3 separate regions of the Mus musculus genome follow, and regions 1 and 2 are each linked to region 3. The links are chromatin contacts, called in public Hi-C and HiChIP or PLAC-seq maps. All regions are on one chromosome and are shown on one strand. Each heading gives the region's core, a stretch centred on a gene start, on an enhancer-like site or on the middle of the called end of the contact. The rest is flanking DNA. Distances are from core to core; before and after follow the strand shown.

Region 1 (4,890 bases), core at 1,050-3,549, 2.5 Mb before region 3:
TTTGGGGAAATCAATTTACATGTTATTTAAGTTTCTGAAATTTAAACTATAGGTATCCATGACAAAAGGCAAAGACTCAAATAACCTATTCTTGAAAGTAAGATTTTCTCCCAGGCACCAGAGTTAGTGAAGCACGTAACAATTTATGTCTTGATTTGAAAGTAAAGTAAATTTTATACTGAATACTAAAAGTGAATGCAAGTTCAGCCACTGAATTCAATCCAATAAGTTATCCCAAATGGAAGCCACTATTCCTGCCTCATACTTTCTCCATGTGAAAGAAATCTGTCATAAAGTAAGTTCCCTCACGTTGAGCAAATTGTCCAAAATGGAATCGCTTGAGAGGATTCGTACACTCCAATAATGAAGAGATGAGCAAAATGTAAAGATGGACGCATTTTTCTGAATAATGCATGCTGTCTCCCCAGCCACTCAAATGACATAGAAGGGAAAAATCTGGGTTGCTAGATTTATAGACTAGCTATTTTACTTGTATTTCATTTTTATACATGCTTTATACTTTTACAACAAGTAAAATTATTCCCATCAAAATGTTATTTCTACTCAAACAGAACAAATAGAACATTCACAAGAAGTCAGGGATCACAGATGTTTGAAAAGTAAAGGTTTGCCTTCACCCAGATTTGTTTTTATGACTGTTGGGGGTAAACATAATTTTCTAGTAACGCAATTAGCAAAGGTAGACAGTTGACAAGTGGCAACTTCATAGAGTAACTGGGACAGGAAAGGAGACAGCACTTAGCTAACCATACCCCCACACAGCTACCCAACACCAAGGTTTCTGTTCCTTCTACCCAACTACTGAATTTATCAAAGCACCAGCTGGCTCTGTAGGTAAAGATGCTCCCGGGTATGGAGCATGAGCACCAGAGTTCAAGCCCCAGGACCAACTCGGTTCGGGGAGAAAACCCATGCTGGGATATTTGTCTCCCTCTTGCCTTTCAGTGATGAGCAATCCTCTGTGGACCCAGAAATCAGAGACTAGGACATTGCTTGTGTTCCATTTACCAAAATATATTCCTCTGCGCAACTTGGACAGAGCCACCTGCAGGTACGTGCCGGTGAAATTAGTGACCTTTGATAATTATAGCCCACAGTGCTCCACTTCTAAACTAGGCTGACTTTCTGATTTGTACCAGGGCTCCAGGTCCCAGGCTCCACGCTGTAGTTTAAGCTCTTGCATACAGGTGGAAAGGTGGAAGGCGAATGGAGAGGATCAGAGCCTTAATCTAGCCCTTGTTCCCCCTCCTCTTATCTCCTGTTTGGACAAATGTTCTGGGAAACATACTCGGGATGGGAATGGCTTGAATGGAGAGGAAGAACTTAAGAATTAAAAAAAAAAAATGTATGCAGTAAAAAGGATGTGGAAAGAAGAACCATGTGTGGTTAATGTCAATTTTTTTTTTTTTTTTTTTTTTTTTTTTACAAACCTTTAGGGATTCCAGTGCGTTCAGCCATCTCAGGAATCCAAGGTGGAAGTTAAAGCCTTTCTATTGCCTTAAGTCAGTAGATGATGCACACCCTTGGGTCACTGTATGGGACAAATGTCTCCGGTGCAGACAGGTGTCGCACACGCCCAGTGGGGCCCCAGGCGGGGATCCCCCTCGCACCCCCTCCCCTGCTACCCCTGCTTTCTCGAAGTGCTGGAGCATGCCTAGTGGCCGCTCTGGAGCCACCAAGGGTTTTTGCACTAGCTCACACTCCGTTTCTCCGGGTTTTATCCAGAGCCCGCGGGGGGTGGGCGGGGGGCTGGGGGGAGCCCGTAGAGCCTGGCGGCCTGGGCTACACCAGTGGGGAGCGCGTACGGGGCTGTCTCCCGCGCGCTTTAAGGTTGCTCGGGAGATGCTGGAGCGCAAAGCCTGGCTGCTGCTGCTGCTGCTACTACTGCTACTGCTGCTGCTGCACCTGGCGCGCTGAGCACCGTGCGGGGAGCCCCGAGGGCCGGCGGCGGTGCGGGTGCGCGGGTGGCGGACTGCGGTAGAATGAAAGCCTGGCTCCTCCGGCGTTGCAAGCCACCGCTCCGGCGCGATCAGGTGCTGGCAGCCAGCCGCCCGCCGCTCCACTAACTTGCCACTTGGTCGCATCTGGTGTCTGCATTTTCGGGTGGTGGTGGGGGGGCGGGGACAGTGGGGAGTCCGAGGATCTGCGGTAGTGGAAAAGAGGGATCCTGCAAAAGAGGGAGACTACTTGCTTCTGCTGCCGCTCTCCGTCCCCTCCCTGGCGCTCCCCTTCCCCCCCCCCCCCCAAACCCCACCGCTGCCGCCGCTGCTTTTCTCTTCCGCCAATTCCGAGAGCGACGGGGCGTCTGTGACATGCGATCGCTTGCCAAGTGACGGTCCCCGAGTGTGAAGTGCCCGCGAGGAAGTGTGAGCTCCGACGCGGGCGGCAAGGGGATGACAGCCATGAAGCAGGAGCAGCAACCCACCCCAGGGGCCAGGGCAACCCAGTCGCAGCCAGCCGACCAGGTGAGAGTTGGCCTCTAGGGACTATCCCTCCAGGGAGGGGTGGCTCCAATCAGTGTCCCCCCCCCCCCCACACACACACATTAGTCCCTCAGGATCCGCTCCCACGTTTGCCTCTCTTCATCTTCCCTCCGCCCGACTCCCAGGCTCTCTTGTCTCATCCATGGACCCAGCAGGAACTTAGAGCAGCCTAGTGCGCTCTGGCGTCAGAATGCTCAAGGTGGAGAGCCGTGGGGAAGCGGGCAGAGAGGTAAAGGCTGGAGATGTGCCAAGGCAGATAGGCTGCTGTGGGATGGAGGGGTGATCTGTTCTACCGTGGGGAGTCTTGACTTCTGCTGAACGCATTTGGAATGGATCTAGCGCTGTCCTGGAGACTGGCTCTTGAACAGGTCCAGCCTTGTCTCACTGGCTCAGACGCGCGCTGGCTGGAGATACTGAAGTAGGCAAACGACCTTTAAGCTATTAGAGTTTCCCTTCTGTTTTCTTTTGAGAGGATCATGATGGAAAAGCAGGGTGGGAAAAGAGGACTTCTCTAGTCTGCCGGGTGAAACTGAGCATGAGGGAATAAAAGGCGTTTATCATTCAGAATGGCAAGGAAGGTCTGGCTTTGGTGGTTTGTTGGGTCTAGATGTGTAGCGTCTGCTGAACTAAGGTGCCCTGCAGAACTAAGGTGCCCTGTATTGGCTGATTGGTTATTACTGTCCCCTTTGCGTCCTTTGATACCTGCCACCCTTTTTGGGTTGGTGTTGTTTGGGTCTTTAGACAATCTGTAGCCTAATGTTATGGAGAAATGTCTGTTTCCTGGGTCTGGTTTGGGGGAGATTTGAGAGTTGAGTCACGCTTTTTCTAAAGTTGGAGGGATCAGGAGCGAGGCGAAGCTCTCTCAAGGAGGACGGAGGCTGTAGAATCTGCCTGAGATGCGATCATATTTACATCAATTACAACTGGACTAAGAGGGCCATTCTTGGTCAGCGCAATGCTATGGAGCTAGATGATCCCGCAGCGAGATGCAGGAGGTGGAGCGCCAAGCTCTTTGCCCAAGGAGCGCACTGTCGGTGGAAGGCTGCTAGAGGCGTTTTAAGCATAGACACTCAGCTCACAGTTAGAAGTGCAGTGACTGGGCTGGGGGACCATACAAGGCAAGTAGACCCCAGCTCTTCAGCTCTTGGTATTCTAAACACTGTAGCCTTGGAGGAGCTGTCCAAATTGCCCAGAGCGATGCTGAAGCAGAGGAAGGGATGCCAGGAATGTTGTTATTAATATTCCAGTCTTGGTCATCTCCCCTGGCTTGTGGTCTCTTTCCTCCCTCTCCTATCCCATCCCATCTCCCTGCACATGTGTTTCACACAGGTGGAAAATTTCAGTGCTTTACAGCTCTCTCTGTTTAGTGAGGTAAAAATTGCAGTTTATGAAGCGTCTGCAGCCTTAAACCACCCATTCTTCGCCCTTAGATAAGAAGGCAAAGATTAAAATATTATTTATTCCACAATGTCCCCTCTTCTTATACCTCTTCTTTGCCCCCCTCCCCCATCAGCACACATCACCATGTAGAGACTGGTTGGCAGACTTATTGAAAAATATTTCAGGAGAGGAACACGGATGTAATCTTCCCTTTTAAGGCTGAAGTCCTTAAATTTTATCCACAAGGCTTGGACTCTCGACTGCTCCAGGAGGGATGTAACCGATAAGAATGATTAGCCAGGAGAGAGTCTACACATGAAATTTTTGCTCACTAACCTGTGACACCAGCTGGTAACTTGAGGTGCTGCAGACAGCTTCTGGAAGGGTGGGGGAGGTTTGCAAGAGGCAAGGCAGATATACAGAGGCACACTATATATATGCGTGGCAAATCCCTTTGTCAGGATTAACCTGACACTTAAAATTCACATGGTAAGAGAGGTTCGAACGTGGATTCATTTATTTCCCTAGCATGAATATTGGTAATGGCTATTTCAGATATTCAGAGAGTGGTCATCTGCAGAAGTCTAATTCTAATTGGGTATTTAAAAGAGATTCTGTGCTTGCACATGATTTCAAAGTGTGAGTAATATGCATACAGTCCATGTATTGGAAGAGGGTGATTTTTGTAAATGCAAAGTTAGGCTGATATAACTATTACATTAGCCTCAGAGGATACTTTCAGAAATTCCTGGGGAATCCTTGTAGCTAGGACTCTCCTTGTTCAAAGACTAATATATAAAATGATGGCCATTGTGAATGCTTAAGTTATGGTCTGAAACAAAGAATTGAACAGATTCAGTCACTATGCCTTGAAAATTTTCAAATAATCAGACAATGTTCATGTCATGCTAGATATGTTACAGTAATTGTACTGGCTGCCAGAATACTTCAAAATAAAAATTCATAAATTTAACTTAACTTTTACCTTCATGCAGTTCTTTTCGGT
Region 2 (4,413 bases), core at 1,859-4,358, 2.1 Mb after region 3:
TTTAAGGCAGAGCCTTGCCAAAGCTACCCCTGCCAACCACCACCACCCTTGAGAGCTACTGCCACAAGCCAAGTGGCTCCAAAGTCTCAGTAAGCCATCCTCTCAACAGAGGAAGCAGCAGGCCTGTCCAGTTGTGTTCTAGATCATCCCAGGCCATACTCCATCACAATGTACTCTCCCTGTTCTCCCAATCACACCCCATGAGTCATGGGGAAAGTCGGCTTCTGGGTAGCACACATGAAGGGTCGGGAATTCAGAAGTGCCCCTAAGAGAGTTGCACACAGTTACCTCCTTTGCCTTTGGGCAGGGCCAAGATCTGAACTCCCACAGGAGAAGCCCCACAGAAGCCTTGGCGAGAACCAGAACAGGAGCAGCCGAAATGCCAGTTTGCATGGCTGGGCACGAAGTCGTGGCTGAAAGGCTCCTGTACCCACCACCACTACCACTGTAGTGGAGCAAAGTCACTGACTACTGTTCCCCAGCAGGGAATGCCCCAGGGCTGGGGTTGTGTGGAGGGAAGAGCCCCCACTACTGGCTCTGCTCCCCTCCTCCTCCTCCCTGGAAGGACCCATCCTGGATCCAGCACTAAAGGCGATAAGAAGTTCAGTGTTACCTAGCACCCTGGGGAGAAAACAATTCATCAAACAGCACAGAAGATGCCCACGGTGCTCAGCACGTACTTCTGAAGGAGGGAGTGTCTAGAACCTTCTTCCCATGGCATCAGCAGGTTAAATGGTTCCCAGGGGGCCCTACTGGGCATCACATATTCTTGCTTCTGAGACCCTGGAGAAGGAGCATGGAGAACAAGGGCCCCACCTGAGACCTGTCACGAGCCATCTCAGCACCCTTTCCACAGCAGGGCACATGTCCTGTGCGAGAGTCACTACACAGAGTGCTGTTTCTGTGCCTGTCGCTCTCTGGTGGGACTTGGAATGTCTAGACCTTGAACAAGACTCTTAGGATGGGGTCCCAGTGTAACTCATGAATTCCAGGAGTAGAGCACGCATCAGCCTTTTCAGACAGCCCAGTGCATCCTGTGTGGAAGGGACAGGAACAGCTGTAACACACTCCAGGAAAGGTGGGCCACAGCCTCGGGGCTACATGGAGGTGGGAGGGGGCAAGACCAGGGAAATTCTGGCCTGTCTGGTAAACCAATTCTTGACTCTGTCTCCTGAAGCGTCATTTCACGCGTGGACAGATTATTGTCTAAGCTTGCATCTGATCATCGAGGCTTGCCTGAGGAGGAAGTCGGGACATGCTGCAGCCTTCACGATGGCATCTGCTGCCCCTCACCGTGGTAGTCTGCATTTGTGCTTTTCTCATTAACTCTGTGTGTAACCTCATTTAGCCCTGTGTACCTACAGCTAGAGGTATTGCTCCTACTGGCTAGCTGGGATCAGAGGTGCATGGAGGCTGAGTGCTCTCTAATTACATGACTGCTGGTTACGTGGAGGAATTCTCCTTCAGCCCATACTTCCTGACTCTGTCAGACTTCAGTGTGATTCTCCCAGGTTATGAACTCTGCAGAGAGCTGTTTGAAAGTGCCTCCTGTACAGTCTGGAGAGATGACTCAGCAGCTAAGAGCACTTGTTGCTTCTGTAGAGGACCCAAGTTCAGTTCCCAACACCCATACGATGGTTCAGAACCCGTAATGCCAGTTCCAGGGGATCCGTACCCTCTCTTGCAGGCACTCAGCACCCATGTGGTGTACATAGATTCAGTGCAGGTAAAACACCATGCACATAGCCAGGCATGGTGTTGCATGCCTTCAATGCCAGTACTAGGAGGCAGAGACAGGCAGATCTTTATGAGTCTGAGGCCAGCCTGGTCTACAAAGTGAATTCCAGGACAGCCAGGGCAGTCACACAGAGAAACCCTGTCTCACACAAAAAACAAAAAACAATAAAATAAGACCACCCCTCCCCTCCCACCACCACCCCCCAAAAAGAGAAAGAAACCCCCATGCACATAAAATAAATCTTTTTTTTTAAGAGCCCTGGCAGTTTTTCTTTCTTTTAAATTTGCGTGTGCAGAGGGAGGAAGGTTGAGAGAGAGAGAGAGAGAGAGAGAGAGAAGAGGGAGTGCACATCAGAGGACAACTTGAGGGAGCCAGTTTTCTCTTCCCATTATGTGGTTCCCAGGGGTCTACAGGGGTCCAAGTCTGTTGAGGCTGTGGGGCTTGTCTCTGCGGGTGTCTTTACCCCTCCAGCCACCTGCTAGCCCAGGGAGACTTGGCTTCTCCTTATGCTGTCAGTGGGAGGACTAGGTCTGTTAGTTGCTGGTATGGAACCATTTAAACAAAGCACAAAAGCCTCTGATATAATATACAAGTATCCTAGTTTAGAATTATCAGCAAGAATAATTACACAGTGCGGGCTACGGTTATCACTGTTTCCCTCCTTAAAGATCAGAAACAAACGTTGAATTATTAATTACCATACAGTGAAAAGCACCAGTTCGTACGGGTGGGTGGGGTATCACACAACTGTGGCAGTGAGAAGTGGCTAATGTTCAGCTGGGAAAATCAACCCTAGTCGAAAACGCGTAAGAAAATAAGCTCCTGAGCGTAGGAGGGTGATGAAGGGCAGCCTGCAGCTTGTAGTTCTTGCCGCTGGCTATAGCTAGGGTTAGGGTTCCTGACCTGGCCTGTGACCTAGGTCAAATTAATAGCTGTAATTCCTTTACTAGTAGGGTGTCATGGGCGAAGCTAGAGGCGATGCCACCTGGAGTTTCCAGTCCCTGACCAAGGGTCTTCAAAGCTGCTTATCACCTTCCACACTAGGGCGCAGGCCACACTTGGCCACACAGTCCTCCTCATTGGCTTCTATCAGCTCAGTCTTTCTTGGCTTTTTCACAACTCTGGCCTGGCTCCGGCTTCCCCAGGAGTGCACCCGCCCACGCCCCGGCGTCCCCAGACCAGTTCCCAAGCTCTGCCACTGCAGCAGCGGTCACGTGCGCGAGTCCGGCTGGGGAGCCGAAAGGAAGGGGGAATGGGTGGGGCCGTTCCGTGGGTGCCACGCCCACACACTCAATGTGTTTTCTCATTGGTGAAGGTTTGGAAGTACCTCTTCGGATTGGTCAATAGGCGTGGCCTCGGAGAACGGAAGGGAGGGCTGCCTCTGGAGAGGACAGGGTTGCCGGGCGGACAGCGGGAACGCGCTCCGGGGGGTGGGGACGCGCGAGCTCACCACTCCTCAATGACAAATCGACTGGGGACAGCTGGGGTCCGGCCCCAGGACGGGGCGGGGCGCTCGTGAGAGCGGCGATTCTGGTTGTGCGCATAGCCAGAGCGGCGGTGGGACGGCTCCCCCAGGTAAGGATGCTGTGCCCCGCAGGGGACCGCAGACGAGGGGTGCGCCCTAGGATAGGGAAGTGAGTACGCTCTCCGCGCGATTGCAGGCCTCCTAGTTCCACGTTGGGAGGGAGGGACACGTCTCATGAAGGACAACGCCCCGGACTGCGCCCCGCTTGGCTTGAAAGGTGTCTTTTGGGAAAGCCGGAGAGACTCCCAGCCGGATCTGGGGGTGCTGAGGACATGGGGGAGGCGCCCCAGTTTCTCTTCCCTTGCTGCCTGTCCTTCCCTTTTTCCACAAATGGCCACTTCCTGCCTTTTCGGGCCTCCCTCCTGAGTTGGTCCACTTCCTCCGTCCCTTTCAGATCCATAAAATGTTGCCCAAACTTCTTTCTTAAAGGTAGGAACTTGTACTTTGGGTGACCTGGGAGCTGGGTTCAAGAAGTTTGTAGGGATTTGTTGGTTGTGAATTACTTTTTGATTCTGTCTTCCAGTTGCCTTTCAGAGTGTGACTAGCATCAAAGGTGGTTTTTAGAAGCACCGTGGCTTGAAGGGTTTTCCTGACCCGGTTCTCTGAGCCAAGTCAGCTCGTGGCTCAGACTTGCTTGTGGCCCAGACTTGAGTGTCCCCAGAGGGCGCGGCACCCACAGCAGGGTCCTTTTTCCTAGAGTTCATTTCCAAGTGAATCCTGGAATCTAGGGATTGGTGTTACCAGGGTGTTCTGGAAGAGGGTCTGGAATGGACTGATAGTTCTTACCCTCACTTGCCTTCAATCCCTGAAGAACAGAGATCCTCTCGCTCTGGCTCTGCTTTCATTTCCTAACCACCTTTCTTAAGTTTGGGTTTATTGAATGATCAAGGCTTATCCTCAGAGGGGCAGGGAGTGTGCTTTGGATGTGCCAAGTGAAGATAGTTTTAATCAGAGCAAGAATCTTACATGTTAAGTCTCAGAACATGTCAAAGTGGCGCCGCTTAAGCCTGGATTGAGGTGGTGAAATTGTGAGAGCCATAAAGGGAGGTGCTGAATATTGAGAAGGAGGTGTGAGCCAAGGTTGATCCTGGTTTTGGAACTTTGTGTGTATGAGACATGATCTTTTGTAGCGCAGGCTGGCCTGGAACTT
Region 3 (4,848 bases), core at 1,163-3,662:
GGCTGTGAAATAGCAGCATGGCATGCTAATTTATAGAATATTTACAGTAATGCAGCACTTTGAAGACTCCTATATACTATAGAGTGGTGAATTTTGTAGAAAATGGTATTGAAAAGATCATAGACGATCACTTCGTGTGTTCTGGGGATATGATTCCTGCCATTATGCCTAAAGACCAGGATTTAATCTTCAGTTCAACAATAACAACAACAACAAAGGTAAAGAAAGAGCCTTATTTCAGAGATTAGAGCAAGTGTGATCATTACTTCTAACGATTCTAAGGTGTTGGTACAACAGACTGATTTATCCCATGAATCAAAGCCCTTCTTCTCTGATTAAAATATAAGAATCTACATTTTACTTTACGACACTATTCTTGGTTCAAGGATCCCAGGAGAAATTTCAAAGAATAGCATGGGTAAAGCATAGTTGTGTAATTTAAATGTTCTCCACTCCACCCCTGTGTGTGTGTGTGTGTGTGTGTGTGTGTGCGCGCGCGCATGTTTGTGCATGTGTGTTTTCATCAAAGGATATCCTTGGATGTCAGAGTTCTTTGAAGTAACAGAATTTAATAGGATGACTCTACATAGATAGATAGATAGATAGATAGATAGATAGATAGATAGATAGACAGACAGACAGGATAGAATTTATTGGAATGACTTACAGACTGCAGACCAGCTAATCCAGCAGTGGCTAGCTGTGAACAGAAAGTCCAAGAATCCAGTAGTTGCTCAGGCCACAAGGTGGTCTCAGTTGGTCTTCAGTATATGCTGAAATCCCAAAGAAGTAGGTTCTAATGCCAGTGAAGAAAAGATGGGCTAGCAAGACCAAGGCAAGCAGGCAAAGACCATGTTCATGTCCTTATACCTTCCAGTGGAAGATGTGGCCCAGATTAAATGTGTACCTTCCAGCCTTAAGATCCAGATCAAATGTGTTTGTCTTCTTCCCTCAAAGGTCTGAACTAGAAGTGTATTCACCCACTTTAGACCAAGAAAAATAATCTTTCACGGGTGTGCCCTCCTTTTCTGGATTGTAGTTCATTCCAGAGGTAGTCAATTTGACAACAAGAATAGCCATCACAGATGTCAGTCACTATCCATCTTGAGACATGGTTTCTCCTAGACCTGGTCTTACAGGGATGCTGGCCTCTGAGCACCAGTACAACTGGCTTTCTTCCTATGAGAGGTAGATGGAACTCAGGGCTTGTATTTGCAAGGCAATCACTTTATAGACTAAGGCATCTCCTCAGCCCCAATTATAATACTTCTATAGACTTAGGAGTAATGTGTAGCTCCATTGAATGGTGACTGACATGAAAGAGGCCCTGGGTTCAATACCCAGAACTGCAATACTGAATTAAAGACTCTATCTGCATGCCCATCCCGGGACTGACTGACTGCTGACTCTCTCTCTCTCTCTCTCTCTCTCTCTCTCTCTCTCTCTCTCTCTCTCTCTGTCACACACACACACACACACACACACACACACACACACACACACACACACACACACACAATCTATGCACAATGGAGGCTGAAGGAAGACATCACCCAAATGTCCATCCTGAAACCAGGATCTTTCTCAGGCAGCGCACGAACTTCCCTGTCGGTATGTTTTCTGTAACTGTGTTTCTGTCTTCGTGGAAGTTGTGTAAAAATTCAGTGTTTTACCTATGTCATTCACCATACATCTACCGCAAACTAGCACAAAAGTGAAAGAAAGAAAGAAAAAGAAAGAAAGAAAGAGACGAGAAGAGAAGAGAAGAGAAGAGAAGAGAAGAGAAGAGAAGAGAAAAAAAGAAAAGAAAAGAAAAGAGAAAAAAAGAAAAGAAAAGAAAAGAAAAGAAAAGAAAAGAAAAGAAAAGAAAAGAAAAGAAAAGAAAAGAAAAGAAGAGTGCAACGCCCTGAAAAATTGAGGGAAAACTATACGGTGAGAAAAGACGTTTGTGTGATACAGGGTCCAAATTGAAGTGGGTTTGTTGTTGGGTTTTTGTTTTTGTTTCTTTAGTCTTTTTGTTTTGTTTGGAAGGCACTGGGGTGGAGGGGTGGAGTGCTGCCCTGTGGACCAGGCTGGTCTCAGCTCAGAGATCCACTTGCTCTTGCCTCCCTCACGCTGAGACTAAAGGTGAACACCACCATCCCCGTCTCCCAAGAAGGTTTTAAGACTTAAACCTCTTCTGACAGGATACTGGCACCTCTCTAGCAGTGAAGGGAAAGAGACTCTTCTGAGCCACAAGGAATTCCGTCTTCCAATCGGCTTTTTTATTGTGCAGTCTTGGTTTGTAAAACTCTGGGGCCATTAGCAAGGCGAACGGGTTCACAACGAGTCGTCCTCCAGTCGCCAGGGGGCGCTGCAGGAAATTCGGTCTCCAAAGGGAACCCAGCTCTCACCAGGAACTGTTTCCGCCCGAAGCATTTCCGCCCCGCGGGTCCGCAGGCTCCAGCGGTACACTTCCGACTTGCAATTGCGCACGTGCATCTGTCTCGGTGCAGACGGCTGGGCGGCCTGGCAAGATGTCGCAGTTACAGATGAAACTCCTGCGCAGGAAGATCGAGAAGCGGAATGCCAAGCTGCGGCAGCGAAACCTGAAGCTGCAAGGTGAGCTGTGCTGAACCCCGCACTGGCGAACGACGTGGGGAACCCAGGAACTCGGCGGTGCGCTGGGCAGCTTCCGGCGGGAGCCGGGGATGCGCGGCACGAGCAGGCCGCCTGGGTCCCAGCCCCCGTGGACCCTTCATTGGTTCTGCCCTTTGCCGGCGTGGCTTTCTCGACTCAGGGTGAAAGCGGGAGGCCTCGGACTTTCTTCCCCAACTTTCTATTGGCAAGAAAACCTGCAGATTACCCTAGACCCCCCCATCAGCATCTTTAGTCCCCACGTAGAACTTTGTATCCATTACGGTTCCCGACTTTCACTTAATTGCTCGATCTCATCCCCTGCCCAAACTTACGAATTGTTTTCCTCGGAGCTTTCCCAGTGATACAGCTCTCTCCCCCAAACCCGTTCTTTTCATTCCTGCAGCGATCCTCTTCATATGTTAGGCAGAACCCTCCCAGTGTTTTTTGTCGCGCACAACTTAGTGAATTCCTTAACGTCTTGGTTTTGGCACAAGGGCTTAAATGAAAAATTTACACATGTCACTTTCTTGTTGCAGTTTCTGTAGCTTGTTTAGGTTACCTACCTGTAGGGGTTCTTAGCCTTTGTAATGCTGTACCCCTTTAATACAGTTCCTCATATTGTGTTGACACACACACACCATAAAATAACCTCGTTGCTACTTCATGGCTGTAATTTTGCTATTATGAATCGTAATGTAAATATCTGGTATGAGACAACTGTAGTGGGGGTTGGGGGGTCGAGAGATCAGTATGTTGAGGATCGCTGAATAATTGTCTAGACCCACGCAATTTTCAACAGATAGTATTTGAAAGACATCCCAGAGGGGATGGTGGATTTTAGGCAAAAGTATTGATGTTCCTTCACTTAGTACCTGTAGAATAATTAATGCTACTTAGTAGCTACTTCTTGGTGTGGGTAATGATGTAAATTAAAGATGGTGTTGCCTTCATTCTCTTTGTATGAAAATGGAAAACTTGTGAGGATAGTTTGGGGCTTTAATAGGGTTTTAATGAGTGGTTTTCGTTTACTGAATTTTCAGTTCACCAAAGTCTAGGAAAGTTGGGTTTGAATGAAGTGAAATTATATAAGTAATAATTGTGGGAATGCGAAGTAAATATCATTCAGTTATATTTATCAGACACTTGGCCGTGGCTGTTCCAGTACTAGCTCTGTATACCAGGCTGGCCTCAAACTCATAGAGATCCACCAGCTTCTGCCTTTCATGTACTAGGACTAAAGGTGTGTGCCAACACCAGCAGGCCAAATGCTTAATGTTAAAATATATATTTCTCCTCATTGCTGTTTACTAATCATTTGATTTAATTATGTGATCTTGCTGACATTTTTCTGTCACAAATTTCTATATAGCCGTAAACAGATAGGGTCTTTTGAAGTTAAAACAACTTTCCTTTACTGACATTTTTTTTTTCCATAAAGAAAATGTGCCTTTTCTATAATAGAGTACCAATATTTGGTTTTAACAGTGAACATACAAGAAAAACTAAATGATTGGGGTTCCAGAAAACCCATAATTTCTCCTGTGAAGGTCAGTGTTTATAAGTAAGCTTTCTCTTGTCACAGTGTAAGTTCTGTTTTTAAACAGAAACATCAGACACAAGCCTGTCCCAACCTCAAAATGGAGATGTGCCTAAAGAAACAGGAAAAGGTGGAAAAGTGAAAAAGGCCCTGAAACGTTCTGTGCCTGTGGACTCAGCAGAAGCACAAAGTGGAGGCATGCCTGAGGAGACCTTGGAAAATGGCAAAGTTAAAAAGTCACCCCAGAAACTCACAACTTTAGCCAACGGAGAAGCAGCACCAACACCACCTCCTGATTCAGAAGTAAAAAAGAAAAAGAAGAAAAAGAGGAAAATGGCAAATGATGCCGGGCCTGGTAGGTTTTTGGTGTTTTGTTTTGTTTTAATATTGGTCATTCAGATAGCTTTTCAGCTCTTGGTCACTTTTCTCTATTGTTGTATGTGTGAAGCATCCCCTATGCTCACCACCATGAGTCTACCCTGGGAGCTAAAAGACACCTTTTATTGGTAGACAAGGGAAGTGGGTTTTAGGTTTTCCCTAGATTTGTATGTGTTTTAAGTTAGCTGCCCTTGGGAAAAGTTCAAATTTGATAAGAATTTCTTTAGATTTATAATACTCCACTATGGGTTTTAGGGAGCAGTTCATTGGGCTTTGTAAATAAACTGGATCTATCATCACATAGTCTTTTGGGT

What was found. Hi-C and Micro-C count contacts between places; a contact is called where the count stands out from the background. HiChIP or PLAC-seq counts read pairs in DNA pulled down with a chosen protein or histone mark.
Region 1: a contact with region 3 is called in an H3K4me3 HiChIP or PLAC-seq map of forebrain, with 11 times the contacts expected there. The contact joins the promoter of Dpp10 here to the promoter of Ddx18 in region 3. A contact is called at or near these places in 3 of 39 promoter capture datasets (cranial neural crest, hippocampal neurons and second pharyngeal arch cranial neural crest) and 2 of 115 datasets of contacts at active chromatin or transcription factors (embryonic forebrain and forebrain).
Region 2: a contact with region 3 is called in a Hi-C map of CD8 T cells, with 6 times the contacts expected there. The contact joins the promoter of Ralb here to the promoter of Ddx18 in region 3. A contact is called at or near these places in 1 of 39 promoter capture datasets (pre-B cells), 1 of 484 Hi-C or Micro-C datasets (CD8 T cells), 1 of 115 datasets of contacts at active chromatin or transcription factors (large pre-B cells) and 1 of 9 other capture datasets (liver).

Annotation. Positions count from the first base shown.
Region 1 is chr1:124,042,968-124,047,857 of GRCm38.p6, reverse strand. It overlaps Dpp10 (dipeptidylpeptidase 10), which reads left to right and starts at 2,299. Exons shown (of 26, transcript NM_199021.3): 1 at 2,299-2,486. The coding sequence starts at 2,415.
Region 2 is chr1:119,503,477-119,507,889 of GRCm38.p6, reverse strand. Ralb (v-ral simian leukemia viral oncogene B) reads left to right here and starts at 3,108. Exons shown (of 5, transcript NM_022327.5): 1 at 3,108-3,313.
Region 3 is chr1:121,565,544-121,570,391 of GRCm38.p6, reverse strand. Ddx18 (DEAD box helicase 18) reads left to right here and starts at 2,412. Exons shown (of 13, transcript NM_025860.3): 1 at 2,412-2,601; 2 at 4,224-4,511. The coding sequence starts at 2,517.